Regions from separate parts of the Mus musculus genome. Here region 1 is linked to region 2. Evidence: chromatin contacts called from public Hi-C data. All regions are on one chromosome and are shown on one strand. Each heading gives the region's core, a stretch centred on a gene start, on an enhancer-like site or on the middle of the called end of the contact. The rest is flanking DNA. Distances are from core to core; before and after follow the strand shown. Region 1 overlaps Camkmt (calmodulin-lysine N-methyltransferase). Region 2 has its middle 19 kb from the start of Abcg8.

Region 1 (4,033 bases), core at 346-2,845, 480 kb before region 2:
TTTATACAGAATTTATGTTAGGTTTTTTTTTTTCATAGAGACTTCAGTATAGAATCCAACAAGATACACAGAAGCACTTAATATTTTTTTTCCTTCAACAAAAAAAGTACAGGGCTGGGTAAATGGGTAAGAATGCTCACCTTGCAACCCTGAAGAGCTGGGTCCAAATCCCACATAGAATGGGAGACACAACCCCCCCTTGCCCGTGAGCTCAGAGACAGGCAGATCTCAGGAGTGTTCCAGGTATCCAGCAGGGGCTCAGGGTCAGGGAGAGACCCTGTCTCGGGGGAACAGGGTGGGAAGCAGCACAGGAAGCCAGCCAGCATGCCGCTCGGGCCTCCCTCCGTACGCCACCGCACAGGGCTATGCGGTGCGGTCACATGCGTGGACCACGCCCACGACACGTCCATATACACAAAATACAAATTCCTTTACAATCAGACTTTAACACAAAACCCTTGCTCTGTAGCCCAGGCTGGCCTCAAGCCTGTCATCACCTGCCTCGGACGACAATATGAGTAACAGGCCTAGCTGCCCCTAAGCCCAGTCACTCCAGGAACTTCCTCATGACCTCCTTTTTATAAATGAGGCAGAAGTACCTACAAGATACGCTGTGCTCAAGACCGCGGCGGAAATAGGAAATAGGAGTGCTCAAAAGAGGTCTCTTTAAGAGTGGATACAAAGGTCCACACAATACAAAAATGTGAATTCAATATTTCTGATAAGCTAGTGATGCCAGGTTTAAAAGTTTAACACTTTGGAAATTATGTAAGAAAGTACTTGGCTAACAGCGCTACCCACCCCAGCTGTGGCGTGATTAGATGGAAGGGGAGACAGGAAGATGGAGGTGATGGGGGACGCGCCACTGTGAGATGCCAGAGGGCCCCTGGTGCTGAGCTCTGTGAAGGGTAACTCTTGGCCCTGCGCTCTTTCCTTTCTCCCATTGTTCATTTTCATTTTACTATGAACTTTGCCATTTCTCTGCTTTGAGGGGAAATAAACGACCAAGTTTTTTGGTCACCTCGGTAACTTGCAACTTTTTTTTTTTCAAATCCCGTACACTAAAAGCAATCTGGCTTAACACGGCAAAAAGTTTTGCACATGAGTCAAATCACTATAAGAATTCATAATTACAAAAAGGAGGAAAACTTAGTTTTATTTCTTATCCCTCAAAATCCTCAGGACAGGAGCGCTCTACCTGTATCTACAATTTAACCCCAAAGAAGCAACACAGGAAAACCTTTCCATTGCAATTTTTTTTTGAAACAAGTTATTTACATTTTTATGGAAATTATTTGCTGAGATTCAAGATTAACAGCATAATGGAAGTGCTGGCTGTGGTTTCGCCCCCTCTTATATTATCTATAGGTGGAAAATGAGAAGCTTTGATTATGCAAATGAAGGCAGAATCTATTATCTTCTTCCCGATCTGTGTCCTGATCATGGCGAATGTTTAAGCAGCGTTGTTCCTGCACATTAGGCAGCCGTGCCGGTTAACCACCGCTGCTAAGTGATGAGCTGTATATTTGCCGACTCTATCAGTTTGACCCAGCTTCCAGGGCTTAATGGTCCTCCAGGCTAAAAGAGAAAGCTGATCCATCAGGCCCACATTAACATAGACTCACACTCAGCGTATTGATGTGCGCTCTACCATCCCCTGCACCCAGCCTGGACCATTATTTTCATTTTATCTCAAGTCTGGTTGTCTGCCCCAGTTAAAGCCGCAGCACGACTAGTACTTAAGTGAATTTACGGGGAAGGAAAGATATGCTCCCTGAACTCTCAGCACTTTGTGTGGAGGCTGACGGAAACCAGCCTGGTACGCTCAGACCCACTTAGTGGGCAGAGCTAGAGCAGCCTATTGCAAGAGGAAAAGTCACTTACTACCCTATTAGCCAACAGGAAGTGTGATGATTAAATGATTTTTTTTAACTGTAATTTTAAAGCACTGCTCTGGTTTTTGCTGAAAGCTATTTATAAAAATAAATTTCATAACAGCTAAGTCTTTGCTGTTTAAATACCTTTCTCTTTTAAACTACAGAATGCACACTCAAATAAATGTTCCCAATAATAACACATTTCATCACCTAGGAAAATGTTACATTTAATGGTAACAAGAAAAACAACAATCTACAACAACCAGGCATTTAATGTGCACAAAACCCCATAATAAGAAGGGATTTACTGTGTGCATAAACCCTGTAATGGGTTTGTATATAATCAAGTATTTGAGGTGTACCTAAATCACTTTAATTGTAAATTTTTAAAATGAAAATAGAGTGCTTCTGTGGCTGTGTTGAATATACAATAACTATTGAAATTCTAAAGCTAGCTTCAACACTATTTTTGTAGATTTACCCAGGCCTTCCAGCTATGATGCTGAGGGAAACTGAGGGGATCCTAAGCCTGGCCTGGGTGTTGTCTCTTCTCACTTCCAAGAAATCTAAGGCACTGATGCTGTAACTAAAGCTCCAAAAGTCTCCGTGGCAAATCTTTGTTTATCTGTCACTTAACATTAAAAATGTGACATTTTTGCCTAAATTATTTTTATATTGGGTAAATTAAGATCCGACCTAAGCAGCTGTGTCATAGAGACATCTTCTCTATTCCACATTTAGATTATTTCACCTTCAACTGGGGAGAAGAAAGGAAACTTTGAGCCGGGCGGTGGTGGCACACACCTTTGATCCCAGAAATCTGCCTGCCTCTGCCTCTGAGTTCGAGACCAGCCTGGTCTACAAAGTGAGTTCCAGGACAGCCAGGGCTACACAGAGAAACCCTGTCTTGAAAAACCAAAAAAAGAAAGAAAGAAAGAAAGAAAGAAAGAAAGAAAGAAAGAAAGAAAGAAAGAAAGAAAGAAAGAAAGAAAGAAAGAGAGAAAGAGAGAGAAAGAAAGAGAGAGAGAAACCAAGAGAGAGAGAGAGAGAGAGAGAGAGAGAGAGAGAGAGAGAGAGAGAAAGGAAGGAAACTTTGGGGAGGTATTAGAAATTGAACCCAATATTTTCTGTATGAATTCACAGAGCTCTACACACAGACAAGCAGGTACTCTACCTCTGAGCTGCAGCCCCAACCTTAGCAGCACTTAAATAATTTCATCTAGCAACATTGTTTCAGAAGTATTTGTCTCTAATTGCCTCTCATCCATTTTCTCAGTTCCCTTGCGGAGAGAATGCAAAGTTAACTTTTGTATACTGTAAAAGCATTGCACAAAAGCTGTTGTTAGGTGAAAAATCCCCGCTAGATGAATGGTTGCTTGAAAACTCTCCAAATGTACTTTCTATTCAAATGGCACATCAAAACCCAAACCACCACAACCCCTGAAAACAGACTGTTCCATTATAAATTTTAAACTCTTGACAGGTCAATGACGAAGCCAGAGTTTCTTGAGGACCTACTCTGCGTCACACGCTATTCACTTACATGAATTCATTTCATCCTCTGAATCGGTCACAAGGTTTGGTTTGATGGCTTCCTATTGACAGACTCCCTGGAGGCGACTCAGACAGTCACAAGGCTGGTCTCTAAACCCAGCTCAGTCTGATCCCAAATGGAGCATACTTTCCTTATCTCTCACAGTTGCTGCTGCTCTGTGTGATGGGAGTAAGACCCTGCACAGCAGCATGGGCAACCTCTGGGGAGCTGCATCCCTGATGAAAACTGACTGACTCCCTCACACAGCCGCCATCCATAGCCAGCAGCTCCCCGGCTAGGGTGGGACTCGGTGGGTCTCTCCATCTGTGCTGACATCTCGGTTGGCTTGATCTTATTCAGGACTTGTGCACAGTCACAGCACCATGACCCCGTGGATGTGATGGCTGCATCAAGTCTAGCAAGGACTTTGCAGCAGCATCTGCCTGCACTGGCTCCTGATCATCTCAGCCACTCGTCTTCCACAATTACCTCTGAAGAAAAGAAAAAAGCCTCTAACCCAAACCATTACAGTCCTAGTGAACTCTGAAAATCTCTTTTAAATTACAAACTTGTAAATGTAAGTAGAAAGTTAATTAAGAAACAAAATTAGTAGATTGTTTGT
Region 2 (3,887 bases), core at 275-2,774:
GGCTGCATGCATCTCTCATTACCTTCTGAACAGATTGTGAACTCTGGCTCTTGGTCCCATAGTCCCACAGACCCGCAGCATCACATCAAATTGAATCAGGTATATTGAGTTCCATGGCTCCTAAGCACTGATTACCATACCAGGCACCCCTCTTGCCTGATTATCAGGATAAGAAAACCTAAGTCAGTTTGCGTAGGTTTGCAGCAATAAGTCAGATATAAGCTAGGGCTTCCTAAAAAGTCTTTTTCTTGAGCTGGAGAGATGGCTCAGTGGTTAAAAGAACTTGTTGCTCTTGCAAAGGACCTGGGTTCAGTTCCCACCCAGCACCCATATGACTGCTTACAACATTCTGTGTGTGTAACTCGACTTCCAGAGTGTCCAGTTATGGTCTCCTTGGACACCGCATGCACATGCGTGTTAAGCGCACATATATGCATTTAAATGCAGGCAAAAACGAAGGTAAAATAAAAATGTGTTTTTCAAAGTCTTTCCCACTGGGCATAGTTGTAGATGCCTTTAATCCCAGCATTTGAGAAACAGAGGCAGGTAGGTGTTGAATTCAAGGCCAACCATGACCATACAGACCCTGTCTCAAAAAAAAAAAAAAAAAAGAAAGAAAAAAGTAACCATGAGAATACAAAACTAAGGCAGTCCAATTAAAAGTCTAAAACAACAAAACACCCTTCACACTGATACAGTGTTACCAGTTTCTGGACATCTTACACTGAAAAACGTTTTTTTCTTCTATTTAATCCAATAGCCAGTGCTTGGTATAATCAAATTTATGAGTCGCAGCAAATTATAGACAAGCTTTATGTTGCAAATCACTTTCTGGTATAATCACGCCTGCAGTCCACAGTGCATGCATTCTGCACACCTCCCTCATGGCTTTCAGCACAATTTTCATTTAATATTTGCCTCTCTGAAAAAAATATTTGTAGAATTTCTAAGCAAAAGCAACATTTCTTCAAGTGTGGTGGAACTGATAACCACAGGAGGTCCAAAATCACGGTAATTTATCGCTTTGCTGTTGTACAATCATGCGTGGGAGTGTTTCCATTAGAAATGTATCCTGCTTTCAGGCCAGCAGACTTTACAAAGCCCACATTATACAGCCTGAGTACAAATAGAGAACGTGGCTGCATTAGCAGAGTGAAAGCAGCCAGTTCTCTTTTGCATACGGATTAGAAACAGCAGCCCCAGGTAAGACAGACTCCAGACTTCCTGCTCTTGCAAGCTGCTTTGCACAGTCGCTGGAGCTGAAATCCATCTGTAGCATCTTCACTGACCCTGCCCGGGCAGCCACTGGAGACCATTCTTGGCCTGTTTATTCTTTCCAAAGCCCCGGGGTTCTTCTAATGTTCTGCAGACCTACCTGGTGGGTTCACAGTGGGCCTCATGGGGTGAGCCCCATGGATTTCAGGCCGTGCTTCCTTGCAAGCTCTGTTTACGAAATGCCTGGTTTGTGCACACTGGACAGTTCCCCTCCATGTGCTATTCTTTGGTCCCCAAAATGTAGCTCAGTTGGGAGGGTGGATCTGAGGCCCAAGGAGTCCTCCAAAACAAAAAGCTTTGTCAGTGAGGCCAGCTGATCATGATGTGAAATCTGTAAGTTGATGACCTCAGATACTTGTCACTGTTGGCGACCTTTCAACTGTGTTCTGAAGTCAGACCTAGCACATTAGAGATTCTGTGCTGCAGTAATGAAGTTAACAGAAGAAAAGAAGAGAAAATAAGGCTTCCCTTTTCTAGCAAGGAACAGCAGAGCTGTTTTTCAGTTTGGAGAAACAACACTTCAACTCTACAAACAGACAAGGCTGTCATATACAATAAACAAGCAGGTCACCTAGCCAGTGGACAGCAGGCAAGTGCTGAGAAAGCCTAACCCACTTCCTGAACGCTTCTCTTTCATTCCGAGCTGGAAGCCCCACACACTGCTGTACCACTCTCTGTACCAGCCTGCCCTCCCTAACACGGACACTGAACGTTGCTCTGGACCATGGCTGGCAATATTTGTTTTAGGTTTGGGTGTTGGGGCTTGAGCCTCAGGCTTTTGATTTAATTACCTCTTCTGCCACCAAGCTCTTTACCCTAGCTGTTCACAGGAACCGTCCTAGATGACCAGTTTATCAAACACAAGTGACATCGGAGGTAAGATGGGAGCCGACATAAGGACATTTTCAGGCACGCACACTGAACTGTTGTCCAAATAACTTATATCTGCAGCAAAATACCCAAGGGCTTGCTTCCTTTGCAGCCGGCTCCTCCCGGTGCCTCATGGCTGGTGTGCCCTAAGGAAGCTGCTCCCCTGTGCCAGGCCACGATTTTCTGCTAAGTAATTTGAGTGTTGGAAGGACCCTTGGATTTGACATACTTTCAGTATGTTCTCTGTATGTAGTTTAATCTACATTAAAAAAAAAAAAAAAAAAGCAGGATATCTACCCCTGTAGACAGGTCAACCCAGGGAAAGATTATTTTAAGTATCTTTAAGAGCAAGAGCGGTTTTAAAAAATTACAAAAACATAGATGATTATTTTCAGTTTAATTGTTAGTTCCCCATCAATAGTGTAACTTGAATTTGGAAAGTTTACAGTGTACATTTTATAACTTCCTCTTTGGATTAAGAGTCTGCAAGCTGCAGCCTCAGGCCAAGTCTAGGAGCTATGTGCTTCTATAAGCTGTTTTACTGAAACACACCCACATCTTCCACATTCTACTGTGGTTGCAACAGTTCACATCAGCACAGCCTACTGGCAGGCTATATGGCTATCAAAGCCTAAAATATCCTTAGCAGAAAAAATTTACAACCCACAAGAAAAATCTGCCCCTTTGCAATGAAGATAAGGGGCACTGGATAGTACTGGATGTTCCTAGCACCCCGGCCTTTCTCTTCCCGGGCCTTGTGTGCCCTGGAGAACATTGGAGTTAGAGCCTAGGATGCATCAACACCAGCTATGATGCACTCAGACAGGATGGAGGACTCCTGCTCTGTGGGCAAGCCTGAGTTTCAGCATCTTTGGTGCTCTGAGTTCTGGGTACCACAGCATACTGAGTGACAAGCTTACAAAGTCAGATGACTGCTTTCTGCTTCTTCTACACTTCTCCATCCAGGCCTAAAGACAGTGGGTTACCAAAACAGAGCTGGGACCTGGGGAGGGGCTGCAGAACAGACTGGAGGCTCTGCAGATAGAGTCATGCATGGGGAATGAACCAAAGGGAGAGTACAAACAGGACTCATCAGAAGAGGGATGGACACAGAAACCAGGTGTCTCCCATGCACAGACTGGGGAAGCTGTTAAAGCGAGTGCTGGATGAACTAGAGTATGAACACGAACACATACGCAGTTAAGACTGAGTACACACATGCACATTTGCACACGTGTTCACTCACTGCCCACTGAGAGTCCGGAAGTAGCGATGCACAGCAGCCGAGCAGACTCATTCACTTCTGGGCTCCTATCTATCTTTCCCCACTAAAAAGTCAGGTTTCTACAGAGAAGCATCCAACCCCAGGGCTGAGCTTGGAAAATTCAAGATGATCCCTGATCCTCAAATACTTTGTTTTGTTAGAGTTCCCAGTGACTGAAAGGAACATGATTAAGAAGATACATCCAGGCGGTGGTGGCGCACGCCTTTAATCCCAGCACTTGGGAGGCAGAGGCAGGCGGATTTCTGAGTTTGAGGCCAGCCTGATCTACAGAGTGAGTTCCAGCATAGCCAAGGATACACAGAGAAACCCTGTCTCGAAAAAAAGCCAAAAAAAAAAAAAAAAAAAAAAAAAAAAAGATGTAGAAGCCAACTTGAGTATTTCACGGGCTAAATCAGGGACAATCTGAGTACTCAAACTAACAATGGCAATGGATTACAGCTTGCTAAAATAAAATGGG

Evidence for each region. Hi-C and Micro-C count contacts between places; a contact is called where the count stands out from the background.
Region 1: a contact with region 2 is called in a Hi-C map of the N1E-115 cell line, with 8 times the contacts expected there. The contact joins two enhancer-like sites. A contact is called at or near these places in 2 of 15 datasets of contacts at CTCF or cohesin (the NIH/3T3 cell line and embryonic stem cells), 9 of 484 Hi-C or Micro-C datasets (the AtT-20 cell line, the G1E-ER4 cell line, the N1E-115 cell line and 4 more), 3 of 115 datasets of contacts at active chromatin or transcription factors (astrocytes, embryonic basal ganglia and embryonic stem cells) and 1 of 9 other capture datasets (embryonic stem cells).

What each region holds. Positions count from the first base shown.
Region 1 is chr17:85,178,428-85,182,460 of GRCm38.p6, reverse strand. The region is part of intron 3 of Camkmt (calmodulin-lysine N-methyltransferase); the gene reads right to left. Among named protein-coding and RNA genes, the nearest start is that of Gm36826, 22 kb to the right of the region's middle. Within about 2 kb of position 1,595, at least 14 of the 459 cell types and tissues checked have an H3K27ac peak or open chromatin away from gene starts, as enhancers often do. A contact at or near this core is called in the N1E-115 cell line, where this site is marked.
Region 2 is chr17:84,700,393-84,704,279 of GRCm38.p6, reverse strand. No RefSeq gene overlaps it. Among named protein-coding and RNA genes, the nearest start is that of Abcg8, 19 kb to the right of the region's middle. Within about 2 kb of position 1,524, at least 21 of the 459 cell types and tissues checked have an H3K27ac peak or open chromatin away from gene starts, as enhancers often do. A contact at or near this core is called in the N1E-115 cell line, where this site is marked.